Regions from separate parts of the Mus musculus genome. Here all the other regions are linked to region 2. The links are chromatin contacts, called in public HiChIP or PLAC-seq maps. All regions are on one chromosome and are shown on one strand. Each heading gives the region's core, a stretch centred on a gene start, on an enhancer-like site or on the middle of the called end of the contact. The rest is flanking DNA. Distances are from core to core; before and after follow the strand shown. Region 1 has its middle 57 kb from the start of Klf5. Region 2 holds the start of Klf5 (Kruppel-like factor 5). Region 3 overlaps Pibf1 (progesterone immunomodulatory binding factor 1).

Evidence for each region. HiChIP or PLAC-seq counts read pairs in DNA pulled down with a chosen protein or histone mark.
Region 1: a contact with region 2 is called in an H3K27ac HiChIP or PLAC-seq map of embryonic stem cells, with 17 read pairs. The contact joins the enhancer-like site here to the promoter of Klf5 in region 2. A contact is called at or near these places in 3 of 39 promoter capture datasets (embryonic stem cells, frontonasal cranial neural crest and maxillary cranial neural crest), 17 of 484 Hi-C or Micro-C datasets (the N1E-115 cell line, embryonic stem cells and pancreatic cancer cells), 9 of 115 datasets of contacts at active chromatin or transcription factors (embryonic stem cells and pancreatic cancer cells) and 3 of 9 other capture datasets (adipose tissue, liver and pancreatic islet).
Region 3: a contact with region 2 is called in an H3K27ac HiChIP or PLAC-seq map of extraembryonic endoderm stem cells. The contact joins the enhancer-like site here to the promoter of Klf5 in region 2. A contact is called at or near these places in 4 of 39 promoter capture datasets (the 3T3-L1 cell line, 3T3-L1-derived adipocytes and neutrophils), 9 of 484 Hi-C or Micro-C datasets (the C2C12 cell line, colon epithelium, cortical neurons and 4 more), 7 of 115 datasets of contacts at active chromatin or transcription factors (embryonic stem cells, extraembryonic endoderm stem cells, intestinal crypt epithelium and 2 more) and 3 of 9 other capture datasets (adipose tissue, embryonic stem cells and liver).

What each region holds. Positions count from the first base shown.
Region 1 is chr14:99,353,379-99,357,770 of GRCm38.p6, reverse strand. No RefSeq gene overlaps it. Among named protein-coding and RNA genes, the nearest start is that of Klf5, 57 kb to the right of the region's middle. Within about 2 kb of position 3,085, at least 10 of the 459 cell types and tissues checked have an H3K27ac peak or open chromatin away from gene starts, as enhancers often do. A contact at or near this core is called in embryonic stem cells, where this site is marked.
Region 2 is chr14:99,296,258-99,300,550 of GRCm38.p6, reverse strand. Klf5 (Kruppel-like factor 5) reads right to left here and starts at 1,860. Exons shown (of 4, transcript NM_009769.4): 1 at 1,329-1,860. The coding sequence starts at 1,556.
Region 3 is chr14:99,244,387-99,248,647 of GRCm38.p6, reverse strand. The region is part of intron 17 of Pibf1 (progesterone immunomodulatory binding factor 1); the gene reads right to left. Among named protein-coding and RNA genes, the nearest start is that of Klf5, 52 kb to the left of the region's middle. Within about 2 kb of position 2,812, at least 10 of the 459 cell types and tissues checked have an H3K27ac peak or open chromatin away from gene starts, as enhancers often do. A contact at or near this core is called in extraembryonic endoderm stem cells, where this site is marked.

The DNA of each region.
Region 1 (4,392 bases), core at 1,836-4,335, 56 kb before region 2:
TCTCAAATAACCAGTCACGACTGTGTTTGTGTGTGATGTTTAATGTAGGGATGTCTATATAGCCCTGGCTATCCTGAACCTTGCTATGCATAGCAAACTGGCTGCAAACACACAGGGATCGGCTCGCCTTGTGGCTAATTTTTGTTTGTTTGTTTTTTGAGACGGGTTTCTCTGTGTAGCCCTGGCTGTCCTGGAACTCACTCTGTAAACCAGGCTGGCCTCGAACTCAGAAATCCGCCTGCCTCTGCCTCCCAAGTGCTGGGATTAAAGGCGTGTGCCACGACTGCCAGCTTTTTTTTTGTAAAGATTTATTTATTTATTACATATATGTACACTGTAACTGTCTTTCAAACACACCAGAGGTGGGTATCAGATCTCATTATGCTAGTAATGAGCCACCATGTGGTTGCTGGGATTTGAACGCAGGGCCTTCAGAAGAGCAGTCGGCGCTCTTAACCTCTGAGCCATCTTGCCAGCCCCCTCTTTTTTTTAATAATGCTTTTCATTTCTTTGTTTGTTTGTTTGTTTGTTTTGGTTTGGTTTGTTTTGGTTTGGTTTTGTTTCTTTTTTTTGTTTTTTTTATTTTTTTGATTTTTCGAGACAGGGTTTCTCTGTGTAGCTCTGGCTGTCCTGGAACTCACGCTGTAGACCAGGCTGGCCTTGAACTCAGAAATCCACCTGCCTCTGCCTCCCAAGTGCTGGGATTAAAGGTGTGCGCCACCACGCCCAGCCTTCTTCTCTTTTTTAAGATTTATTTATTTTATTGATATGAGCACACTGTTACCGTCTTCAAACACACCAGAAGAGGGCATCAGATTCCCATTACAGATAGTTGTGAGCCACCATGTGGTTGCTGGGAACTGAACTCAGGACCTCTGAAAGAGCTGTCAGTGCTCTTAACCGCTGAGCCATCTCTCCAGCTCTTCTTTTTTTAAGATCATAATATACTCGTATTATTTCTCCCTTTCCTTCTTTTCAACCCTGCTGTGTACCTCCCACCTTAATCTCTTTCAAATTCCTGGCTTCTTTTTCTTTAATTCTTATTAACACACACACACAAAATACAATCTATATAGTGTTACCTGTATGTATATGATAATTTGATAGCTGACCACTTAGTTTTAGATTGCCAGTTGGTGTGTTCTTCCCTAGGGAAACTATTTCTCCCACTCTCAGTGTTTTTTTCCTGGCAGTAACTCTGTCTGGGGTTGAGGCCTAGAGAGACTTCCCCTTCCACATCAGCATCTCTGTTGTAATTGTTTGGATTTTGTTAGGCAGCCAGATTACTGAAGTTTCCTTGTTGCTGCTTCTCTGACATTTCTTTCTTCTTTTTCTTTTTTTTTTTTTTTTTTTGGTTTTTCAAGACAGGGTTTCTCTGTGTAGCCCTGGCTGTCCTGGAACTCACTCTGTAAACCAGGCTGGCCTCGAACTCAGAAATCCACCTGCCTCTGCCTCCCAGATGCTGGGATTAAAGGCGTGAGCCACCACGCCCGGCTCTTCTCTGACATTTCTAGGAGACCCAATCTCACAGCACACTTGCAGTCTCTCTAGCTCTTCGATCTTTCCTCCTCTTCTTCCATGATGACGGTGATCCCTGAGCCACAGAGGTAGAAGTTGTGTTGTTGTATCAGCTGAGCCTGGGCGCCACAGATCTTCATTTTGATTAAGTTGTGGTTTTCTGTAATGGCCTAGGTTGCAAGGAGAAATTTCTTTGATGAGGGGCAGTCATAAAGTTTTTTAAAAATAAGTTTTCTATAAAATAATTGGCTGTGTGACTTTTAATTGACTCACTATTTTGTCCTTACTGTTTGCCGTACACGCATTTCCTAGGTGTAGAACAATGTTCCAGAGTCATACAGAGCTAGGCATAAATTAAAAGTTTTGAGTTTGGGTGGGGTTTTGGTTGGTTGGTTGGTTGTCTTTCTATGTGGCCCTGGCTGCTGGAACTCACTCTATAGACCTGGGTGGTACCAGGCTCACAGAGCTCCTCAACCTCCTACCTCCCAAGTGCTGGGATAAGAGTTATTGTGTTTAGTCCTGACTGTCAAGGAACTTTGTAGACCTAGCTGGCCTTGAACTCAGAGATCTGCCTACCTTGCCTCCCGAGGGAGGGCTGTGATTAAAGGAGTAACCCTGAAATTAAAATATTTAAAGACAAGCAATTTATAAAAGCTGGGTGTGGTGGCATAGCGTGAGCACCAAGGAGACCCAGGCTGGTAGGCAGGTTTATGATGCAAATTCAGGCCAGGGTTGCTGTGTGAGACTCAGTCTCAAAACAGAATTTAAAAAAAAAAAGTAAACAAACAAACAAAACAAAACAAAAAATCCCAGAAGCACTGGTTTGTTCCCATAACCCTATCTTCAAACCAGTGACTTCAAAGAGGAAGCCAAGGTTTCCTGGCACTTGAATTTAGCAATCTTAGCACTCAGTCTCCTGTAAATCTTTTCAAGTTCAAGGACAGCCAAGGATGTACAGTGACGTTTCATGTCAAAAAAGAAAGGGAAACGCAGTATTGCAGGAAGCCAGGTTAAACCCTTAACCATCTTTTCCAAGTAACTCTTAGAAATAAAATTTTATCTTCGTTCTAATGGCGTCTGAATAATCTATAACTCCAGCCTTCCCTTACTGCAGCCTGAGAAGGAAGCCCACACAAGAGGAAAGCAAGCCAGGAAAATGGCAGAAATAGGAGGACTTAGAGCCATCCCAAAGTCTCAAAGCTGGAACTGATTGGGCTGTGTTTTGATTCTTCCCACGCAGAGCTTACTGGTAGAGAAGAGCTGCTGATACCTGAGGGTGGGCGAAGATGGAACAGAAATAGATGAGGTGTCTTGATAGGTTCCTGGAAGGCAGATGACGAAAGAAGGGCGTGATAGATCCACCCCAAAGGTGACCACCTCAAGGCTTGAAGAAGCTGTTTTCAAGTTGTAGCTATGGTGGGGCCCAGCCCACACGCAGGGGTAGGAAAATGAATGGGAAGTGAACATTGGGCTGCTGTTGCTCTTTGGCAAAGCTAGATTATTGTGCCAAGAGGAATGAGAGGCCATAGCTATAGGAGAGTACAGAGCGTAGGTATTGCTTCTGAGGATGAGAGCTAGTGAGCTGGCAGGTGTCCAAGTTTCTTGCGGTCATCACCTTGTCCTGCCCCCTAATCCATAGGGAATCTCAATGGAGAAAGTTTTGCAGTTCAACTCCAGGACTTTCTGCAAATGGGAGAAGAGTCGAGAAGAAAACCTCGGGACTGGGGACTGGAGATATGGCTCAGTGGTTAAGAGCACCCTCTGCTTTTCCAGAGGTCCTGAGTTCAATTCCCAGCAACCACATGGTGGTTCACAACCATCTGTAATGACATCTGATGCCCTCTTCTGGTATGTCTGAAGACAGTGACAGTGTACTCACATATATAAAATAAATAAATCCTTGAAGAAGAAGGAGAAGACCTCAACCTGGCACCTGCTGACATTTGCAGTTAATACACAAGACCTGGAGAAGCCTGAGGCTCTTCAGTAGGGGAAATGGAAGCACTTACTGAAACTGGGCCAAGAGGTTCATTGTGATGGTAATTTGGGGAAGTAGACCGAAACTCAGGAGAGAAGAATGATTTAAACCAAAAGGTTTAGCACAGTGCTCCTGAATGCTCTCTTTTGCAGGTTTTGGAGGTATAGCACTGACCCAGCATAGATGGACAAGACTCCGGGGTCAACCCCTAAGCCCATAAAAATAAAAATAAATAAAAAAAACTTCTCAGCACTGATGAGAAAAAGAACCAGGCAAGACGATCAAATTACAGAACACGATGTGTGATTCGTTCCCTCATAAAATTTAAAATGGGTGAAATTATTTGTATTTATCAAGAACAAAAGGGCTGAGAATGTCTGATGTGACATTTCAAAAGAAGACAAATTCATGTGTGTCACACACTGCTTTGTAAGGTGGAATTTTACAAGAAGAACATGTTCTCTTTTGCATGAGAAATTAAGTGCATGGAGAAAAAAAAAAAACGTGGCAGTTAAAAAAGCAGGAACTAAATCTGTACCAACCGGCATTTTTTCCTAACCAGGTAAAAGGGGGTGCTCACAGCAGTGAGTAATTTTAATGACCAAAGCCCACATTATGGGATTAATAGCAGACAGAACTATAATCTAGTTTATAGTTATACTAGATTATATAGTTTACTAGATTATAGTTTTGTCTGCTGTTTCTTGGAACATTTTGGACTTGATTAATTGTTTGGATATATGTAAAACTATTCAAACTGAGTTTACCTAAAGTAACTTTACAGTCACCATCTGGCTAAACAGCATGCTGTATTTATTATTATTGTTACTATTATTATTATTATTAATTTTAAATTTTGAGATTGTAATGTAGTTACAGTTACATTGTTTCTCTCT
Region 2 (4,293 bases), core at 611-3,110:
TAAAAAGCGCAGTCATCTTGCTATCTCCTGAGCGAAAACTACCAGAATAAAATAACCAAATATCTTCCAGGCCCTGATTGTTTAAGAACATACATAATCAATCCAGCTACTGACCAGACGCCTATCTTTCCCCCAGCTCTCTTCTCTAATATAACGAACGCTTTCTCTTGATTTTTTTTTTGACATTGAAAAAAAAGGAAGTCAGAAAAAGATCAAGCCCCAGGTAAATGAAATGGTTCATAGAACCATTCACCTCAGTCAGTGAATAGGAGTCGTATATTTTGCTTTTAATTTTCCAAAGAAATGTCACCTCGGACCTCAGATCATCAAGATCTGGATGTGGACGAGGACGGACGGGATTTCCCGGATATGCAGGACTTAAAAATAAAGATTCATGCTGTAGCCATGTGAGTCACATCTGACAAAATGCCACTGTCTTCTCAAAGCACCACGACACTGGCAGACCCCAAGAAATAGGCGCTCAGTGCAAATACACAATACAGCAAGAGGCTATTAAACTAAGCGTCTTGAAATAAACCGATCTTAAACCCTTTCGTGCACTGCGCTCCCGTGGCGGTTAGTGGTTTCTGATTTTAGCTCTTCCAGCTGTTTGCATGTGGGTCTGTTTCCAATTTTTTTTTTCCTTGGGACTAGCTAAAAGTCCCGGGAAGTTTTTTCTAGGCTATATGACTCCCGTGCGTGGGCGAAAGAAACAGGCGCTTGCTCTAATTCGGCTGCTGGGCAAGTGTAAAAGCCAACTGCCAGCTTTCAACGCGACTCCGAGAGGAAATTTACGCGCACACTAAGAAAAACAACACCCCTGGCCTTTTTTGTCCGTGTTTCTTTTTAAGGGAAAAGCGGTGTTCCAATACAACCTTAAGATTCTAGTTTTCCAAACGGGGCCCTACAATACATTCTAGGGTGAGCCTCCACGGGGGTATATGAAACCCCAGTACTCCAATTTGCATTTCTATTTCACCCCAGAGGACGCAGGCAGGTGGACTTCCAAGGCCAGGGCCATCGGGAGAGAGCGGTCAAGAAGCATTTTAAGCCAAGTTGAGCGTGGGCACAAGCTTTCATCCCCACGCAAGCAAAGAGAAGGTGCACGCGAGCGCGCGGCTCTCTTTAGCTCCTCTGGACAGATCCGGGTGGGCCCCCGCCCTGCTCCCCCATCCACTCCCCGGCGCCCCGTCTGGGAGCGCAGGGCGGGGCTGTCCACCCGGGCACCCGTTCCCGCGCGTCCCAGTCTGGAGCGGCCCCTGTCGCCCGCGCCTCGTAGCGGCGGGACACGCCCGAGCCGGGGAAGGGAGGCCGGCCGCTCTGCTTACCTGGACCAGCTCCTCCGAGGGCAGTCGCGGGCCAGCGGCTGGCGGCGGCGCAGGCGGGTGGTGGTGCGCGTGTTTCAGATCGTCTCCGGAGAAGAGCGCCGCGTCGCGGGCCGGGTTCGCAGCGCCCAGCACCGGCTTGAGCTGCGCGAACACGGGCTCGTCCTGCGCGGCCGGCGGCTGGGGCAGTGGTCCCAGGCGGGCGCTCATGGTCAGCACCCGCGTGGGCATGGACGGTCTGGGGATTACGGGAGCGGGACACGGAGCGATCGCGATCCCACCTCGCTCGGGCTGGCACGGGACGGCGGACTCGGCGGGGGGCCGCGGCGGGGGACCCCTGGGCCGGCAGCCAGACGCTCACGAAGGCGGGCACGGAGATCGGGGCTCCTGGGCTCGGCCACGCGTCACCGCCGAGGTCCTCGGGCAGCCACTTTCTCCCGCCCCGCCCCAGCGCTCGCTCACCCTCTCGCCGGAACCCGCTCCCGCCACCCCCAAGCTCCACCAGCAACCTAAGAGAGCGCGTACCTGCCCCGCGACTACTGACACTTGACGCCCGCCTCTATTTCACCCAACTCCGGGGAGGCAGGGCCAGCTCACCGGACTGGCAGCGTTGTGGCCAATGGCAAGGCCCCAGGGCCAGAGGGTAGCCAGTAGGAAAGAAGGCCCACGAGGTCCCGCCTCCGACGGGCCGACCGCACCCCTCGCGGGCCAGGAGCTTCGCGCGCAGGGCTGCGGCGCAGTTTGTACACAACTTCTCTGACAGATTGGGCCGGCGGAGCACGGGGCGGGCGGAGGGAAGGAGAGGAGCGGGTGGAATCTAGGAAGAGGGGGAAATCAGGGTGGAGACGCGGAGGGAGATCTCTCCGAACTGTTCTCTGCCAGGATTAGGGCGAAAAAAAAGTATTGCACGTCTTAGGTGTTGTGCAAGGACCTGAAACTCGAAAACCGAAGACAGAAGGCAGCTAGGTGGGGGGAGCTGAGGTTTCCAGTCTTAACCAATGAGTGTATTTTTTTTTTTAAGTATACAAAATGTACTTTAGAGGAAAACAAGGGGCGGTGCGAAAACAAACGTAAAACAGCCCTCCTTTCTGTGTTTTCAGCCGTAGATCTATCTATCTTTTCGCAGATTCCTTGTGGCCTGAATAAAATCTGTAAATGTCAAGCATTTTTTTTCAAGTCCTTGCATACCAACCTGGGCACATTTTCCCCTACAGTATTTAAGGAGCTACAAGTTTTCACAGACATGTCTACTCTCCTTCGCCGAATGTGGGGAAAAGGTGGGGTGGGCCATATGAATTATGAAGTTTTTAATATTTAAACCATGTTGATTCTAGCCCGAGCATGGAATCTAATTTGAGAACTAACAGCCAGCTCAACCGGGTATTTAAATAGACATTACATCTTTGGCTTATTTTTGCTAGCACTGTAGTGTTCGGAGGGGCGGGGAATGGAGTTTTAATATATTCAGAAGTATGGGTCCCATCTACCTAATACAGTGTCACCTTTTCCTACGAAACGGGAACCAAAGAAGGCACAAACATTCACAGACATTCAACAGCCCTGAAAACTGGGTATCCAAACTGGTAGGAAAGCAACAGTCAACTATATTACTACCTTTTTACTGCGTTGTTTTAATGGAAGGTGAGTGGTTTGGTTTGGTTTTGTTCTTAATTTTTGCCAGTAATCACACCAAAGGAAACGCCTTTCCTTAATCCTCAATGTTCTTGTCTATGATTTTATCTGGCTTATTGAGAAGCTGAAACAATAAACTGCGACTTAAAAAGACGCCTGTAATATTGCTATCTATTTACGTCTGTTGGCAGCACACTATACTATAATACCTACCTAGAGCACACTCGCTCCTTTACAGTGAAGCATCTTTTTAAAAAGTTCTTAGGAAAAAAAAAAAGTGCACCTGAAAGAGTGTATCACAGGTATAAGTCTCATTTCCAATGAAATTTCCAAAGTCTCACGTGTCGTTTATTTATTTATTTATTTATTTATTTATTTATTTATTTATTTATTTATTGTAGCAAAGATAAAATCATATTGTGAACTCAGTTTCTTTTCTCCCTTTTCCTTCCTGTCAGCAATGATCCATCTTTACAGTTGTGGTTGCCACTTTCAGAGGATGGGTGATGACAACTTTCATGATACCAGGGTGTTATTTAATAAGTGTGTGTGTACTGACGTTTTACGTCGACAACCCCATGTTGCCAACCTTCATCTTTAAAAACTTGGCCTCATTTTTCTCTGTTATTAAAGCCAATCACGTGCTCAAATAACTCTGAGACGGGTCATAGAATTGTTGTCAGATTTTAACTTTTTAAAAAGGGGTCATTTTTTTAGAAGACCTCTGGGTACTTAATGCTGATAGTATAACCAAACCAAGTGTGGAGTGTTGATAGCTCTTAACAGGATGGTTCCTTCCTTTAACTCTTTGAATTTCTCTTTATTCTGATTGGCTTTTAAGCCTCTCTAAACCAGAGCGTCAGTGGGGCATGCCATTTTACTGCAATAAGACCCGTTTATTTTAATGGAAATCTTTCTAACTTACACAATAGCTTTTCAATATGCTTCTCTTACAAACATTTCACTGCAGCCAATTGAGACCCCACCAAGCTGCGTGACAAACACTGAAGAACGTATTTTTATTACCTTGTCACTCTTTTATTATTTTCCTATCTTTTAAAGAATGTGTATGTGAACCTGCCTGGGCCTGGTTCACATAGCTGATCCATTTCCAGTTTTAAAAATACTTGAATATCTACTTTTTGCTGGGGGTGGCGGCATTTATTTACATGTAATTTCTGGCATAGAGATGGGGCAATGGGGCCACTGCTTTTAAGTAAGTAATAGTTTCTCTGAAGCTCCTCAGACTGACAGAAAACAACCAGCTGAGCTGTGTGTGATCGTAGGGAAGCTGGGCTGCAATCCTCTTTCTGAGGTGTGTACCATTGCTGTCCTA
Region 3 (4,261 bases), core at 1,563-4,062, 53 kb after region 2:
GGATGGTGGCGGCTTACATCTTTACGTCTTCATGTCAGGTGGATCTCTGAGTTCGAGGCCAGCCTGGTCTAGAGAGTAAATTCAGGACAGGGCTATACAGAGAGAAGCCCTGTCTGGAAAAGAAGGAAACAGAATCCCTCCATGTGGTGAGTACGGTAGCTCATGTCTGTCATCCCAGCACTGAGGCAGGGGTTCTGCTAAGAGTTTGAGGCCAGCCTGCTCTTCACAGTGAGTTTAAAGCTGACTATAAAATGACACCCTATCTTTTTTTTTAATTAGGTATTTTCCTCATTTACAATGACACCCTATCTTAAAAACCAAAATACCAAACCAAACCAAGCCAAACCAAACTAAGCCTTCCTCAGTACTATACACAGGGCAGGATGGTGAGAGCCCATTCCCACAGATCTTGGGCAGGCTCAAGCATGGCCTTTGCAAGAGGCTAGACCTTCTCAACCCTCCGTCCTTCCTACAGAATATAGCATGCTTTTACACCCTGTATAGTTAGTTCGATGTGTCTTGCAGGAAGGGTCTCACTATGGAGCCTAGACTCCTCGAACTGGCAAGCCTCCTACCTCTGCCTTCTGAGTGCTGGGACCTCAGCACATCAGGCCTAGCTCTTTACCACTGCTCTGGATTTCAGGCAAACCCAGGGCCTGGTGTATGCTGGGTTAATGCTCTGCCACGGAGCTCCATCCCCGCCTGTGTGAGACACATAAAAGCTGCATAAATGTAAGGAGTTCCTGTGTAATGTCTCAGTATGTAACTGTACAATGTTCAAATCAGAGTGAATCCCTTATAATGCTTATGGTGAAAAGAAGAAACTTCAGTCTATTTTTGTATGTTGACTTCTAGTTTATCTCCATCTGGAGTGCAAACAGGGATTTTCTAACCCACTGGCCTATACTATTACTTAGCACAAAGGAGATGAAGGGATGTGGCTTGGATCTGCCACAGCAGACACTGCTCAGTTCTACGTGAGTCTGGGCGCGAGGTTTGAGCGTTGCTACACAGTGTCTCTCCTAGGTCATATGAAAGAGCATACAGGACAATTGGGCTAGGTCACGGCTGGAGCTAAACCAGGAAGCATGCTTCTTTACCAGAAAGACAATGTAAAGTTCTAAGCAACAGTCCAATCAGGAGCGCACAGAAGTACCACATTCAGTTGTGTGAAATGACACTCATTTTTATTTAGACCCTATGTAGCCCTCCCTGGCCAGCCTGGAATTTTTGAAAATCCTTTTGCCCTTACCTCCCAACTGCTAGCATAAAAATGTGGGATTACACTGTATTCAATCTCAGTTATCACCCAAAGATGTGCATGTGGGGCCTTCCATGGGTGAACTGTTTTCTTCTGATTATGTGTGTATCACCTAAGCTGGCCTTGAACTTGTGATCAGGCACCCCTGCTGCAATGACAGGTGTGTATCATCATGTCTGCTATTGGGAAATGTCTGCCTTTGCTCACATATTAATTATAATTTATGCTACCTTGTACTTCATTAGGATTGAACACATGATTTCTTATCTACCTAGCATCTTATTCTCATTTGTTACTACCAAAATGTGAACAAGTGCCAAGTGAGTAACGGTAGCTTTGATAGGTTGATCTGACTCATGAAATGACGAAGTCTTCATTTCCAGATAGTTCAGCTAGTGATGTGCTATTACTAGTACACTAGTGAAGCTTGAACTTCTAGAAAATTCTATTAGAGTTGATTATAAGTTTCTAATCTATTACCAACTTTTGATTAGCATGAAGTGATTAGTATAATATGAACCATGGGTTAACAGGTGTGCCCATGGTCTGTTTGTATATGGGTTAGATACCAAATTAGATATTTTAAGAGAAATAAACAATATAAAGAAATATAAATGCAATATACTAGAGAATGGGTGTGGCTCACAGAGGCAAATTATTCACTGATGGACCCTCTAAAAACTTTTCTAACTCTGAACAGACCATGAATAACATTTTTGGGCATAATGATTCAGATATACAAGTAGCTATTCTTTATTTTCCATCTTTAGATAAACAGTGGAATCTCTTTTATTCTACCATCCTAACAGTTTTTGGCCCTTCAACCCATACAATGGTGCTATGTGCAACTAAGTTTGATATGCCTCCTTCAGTTATTAACACAATTAACCTTTTAAGCAAGAAGAATCCCTGGACCCTGCCCAAAGAGAGGTTTCTGAGATCCACCGCTCCTGGCGCCTGAGTGCTGGGATTAAAGGCGTGTGCCATCATTGCCTGGCAGGGAGGCCTTATTTTAAATTCACCACTCACATAAGTTCTTTCAGATGAAGCCAATTTCCATTTATTTATGTATGTAGCATTACTGAGACATACTTAATGATTATCTTTTATTACTGTGAACATTGCCTTAATTATTATGTACTTGTGCTTGCTTAAGCTAATTATATTTATAATTTTATAGAGAAACAGTACAAATTAATAAAAATACTTTAATTGGTACAATGTTAACAGGTCCCCAAGTAAACTACTCCACATTCTGTAAGGCAACCAGAGAGCTGCTGTAGAAACAGACCAGATTAACTGGGGCTACCAGAAGTAACTCATTAGTCCCAGGGGGGGTTGGAGACGATCAACTGATAAGACAAAAACCTTTGTGTCATCCAGATGTAGCCAGCTAAGGCATTAATCTGTAACTCAGGGATTCTAACACAGTGAGAAAGTTTGTTAAAATGAGAAGGAAGAGTGACTGATAAAAGCAGACAAAGTAAGCCTGCTGGATTACTGCTGGCATCCAGAAAAAGAGCTGGAGATTAAGGCTCTATTAGTGTTTAACCAGCACAACTTCTAAGGAAGGGAAGACTGTGCTCAGTAGACATAATGAGTCTGTTTGCCAACGCTACAGGCTAGGACGCAATTACGGGTTTCTAAGGCTTCACAGGTAGAGCCCAACTTCAAGGAGTTCCAGTTGGTCTGGGTTTATACGGACAGAACACGAGACTGTCTGGGATCATTTGTCCCTTATTCCCTCATCCCAAGCTCACTCAGAAATCTATTTCAAAGGGCTTAAGACTAAACTATATATGGAAGAGCCTAGAGTAGTATTTCTAACTTTAGAAATAAAAATTAAGTCGTTCTTTTTTTTCAGGTAGGTTCTATCATTGTATAGTCCAGGCTGGACTGAAACTCACTATGTAATTCATGCTGGCCTCAAACTTAAGGCTAGTCTCCTGCCTCAGCCTCCCGCATGCTGAGAACACAGGTGAGAGCTACCACGCCCAGCTGAGCTGCGGGTTTCTGAGTGAGAGACTCCCATGGGTGTCGCTAGCTGCACAGGCGCTGCTGACTCTGTTGCAGATGCCTCACTTCCCAGAGTTTAGTTCCCTACTAAGTAAAGAACGCTGTTTTAGGAGCTTCTGGGACAACCAAACTGGAGAGATAAAGAACTGATTTCTTCCCCGACAGCAAGTGTGTGCTGACGCAGTGGATGTGCAAAGAATGTACAGAAGGTGTCTTGAGACAAAGGGCCATGGTGACGTCAGAGGCAGGAAGGAGCCATGAGCATGCTCAATGGATTTGGGGGGGGGGTGGCGCACAGTGGCCACGGCTGCTGACCTCCCCCAGCTGCCCCTTAAGGAGAGTGCTCAGATGACTTGCTGTTCTCCTTGACCCACATTTCTGCGACATGGACCCTTATAGTAGGGCTCATTTGTCTGCTGCAGACTGAAGGTCTCCGTCATCGTCAATGGGAAGCTAAAGCTTGGGGGTAGCATGCATCTGTAAGCCCAGCATCTGCAGGCAGACAGGCATGGGGCTGGAGGCCAGTCCAGCAAAGCCTATCTATGCGACCTTTCTCAACAGTGGAATCCTTACCACACACAATTGAAAGGAGATTCAGGCCCTAGCACAGGAGGAAAACGGAGCTTAGATTACATAATCACAAAATAGCTTCCATACCACTGATCTTGAGAGGCCAGGTCTGAGTGTGTAAGGAGAAGGCTGGGGTCACAACTCCTGTGCTCAACTCGTTTTTATAAGCATCTAGAGGACTTAATTTTCTTTTTAAAGTTCAAGGGCTCACTGAACTGGAATATCAACTTGCTATCCTTTTTTTTTTTTCCTTTTTTAAAATGGTGTTCTTTTTTTTTTTTTTTTAAAGATTTATTTATTATTATATGTAAGTACACTGTAGCTGTCTTCAGACACACCAGAAGAGGGAGTCAGATCTTGTTACGGATGGTTGTGAGCCACCATGTGGTTGCTGGGATTTGAACTCTGGACCTT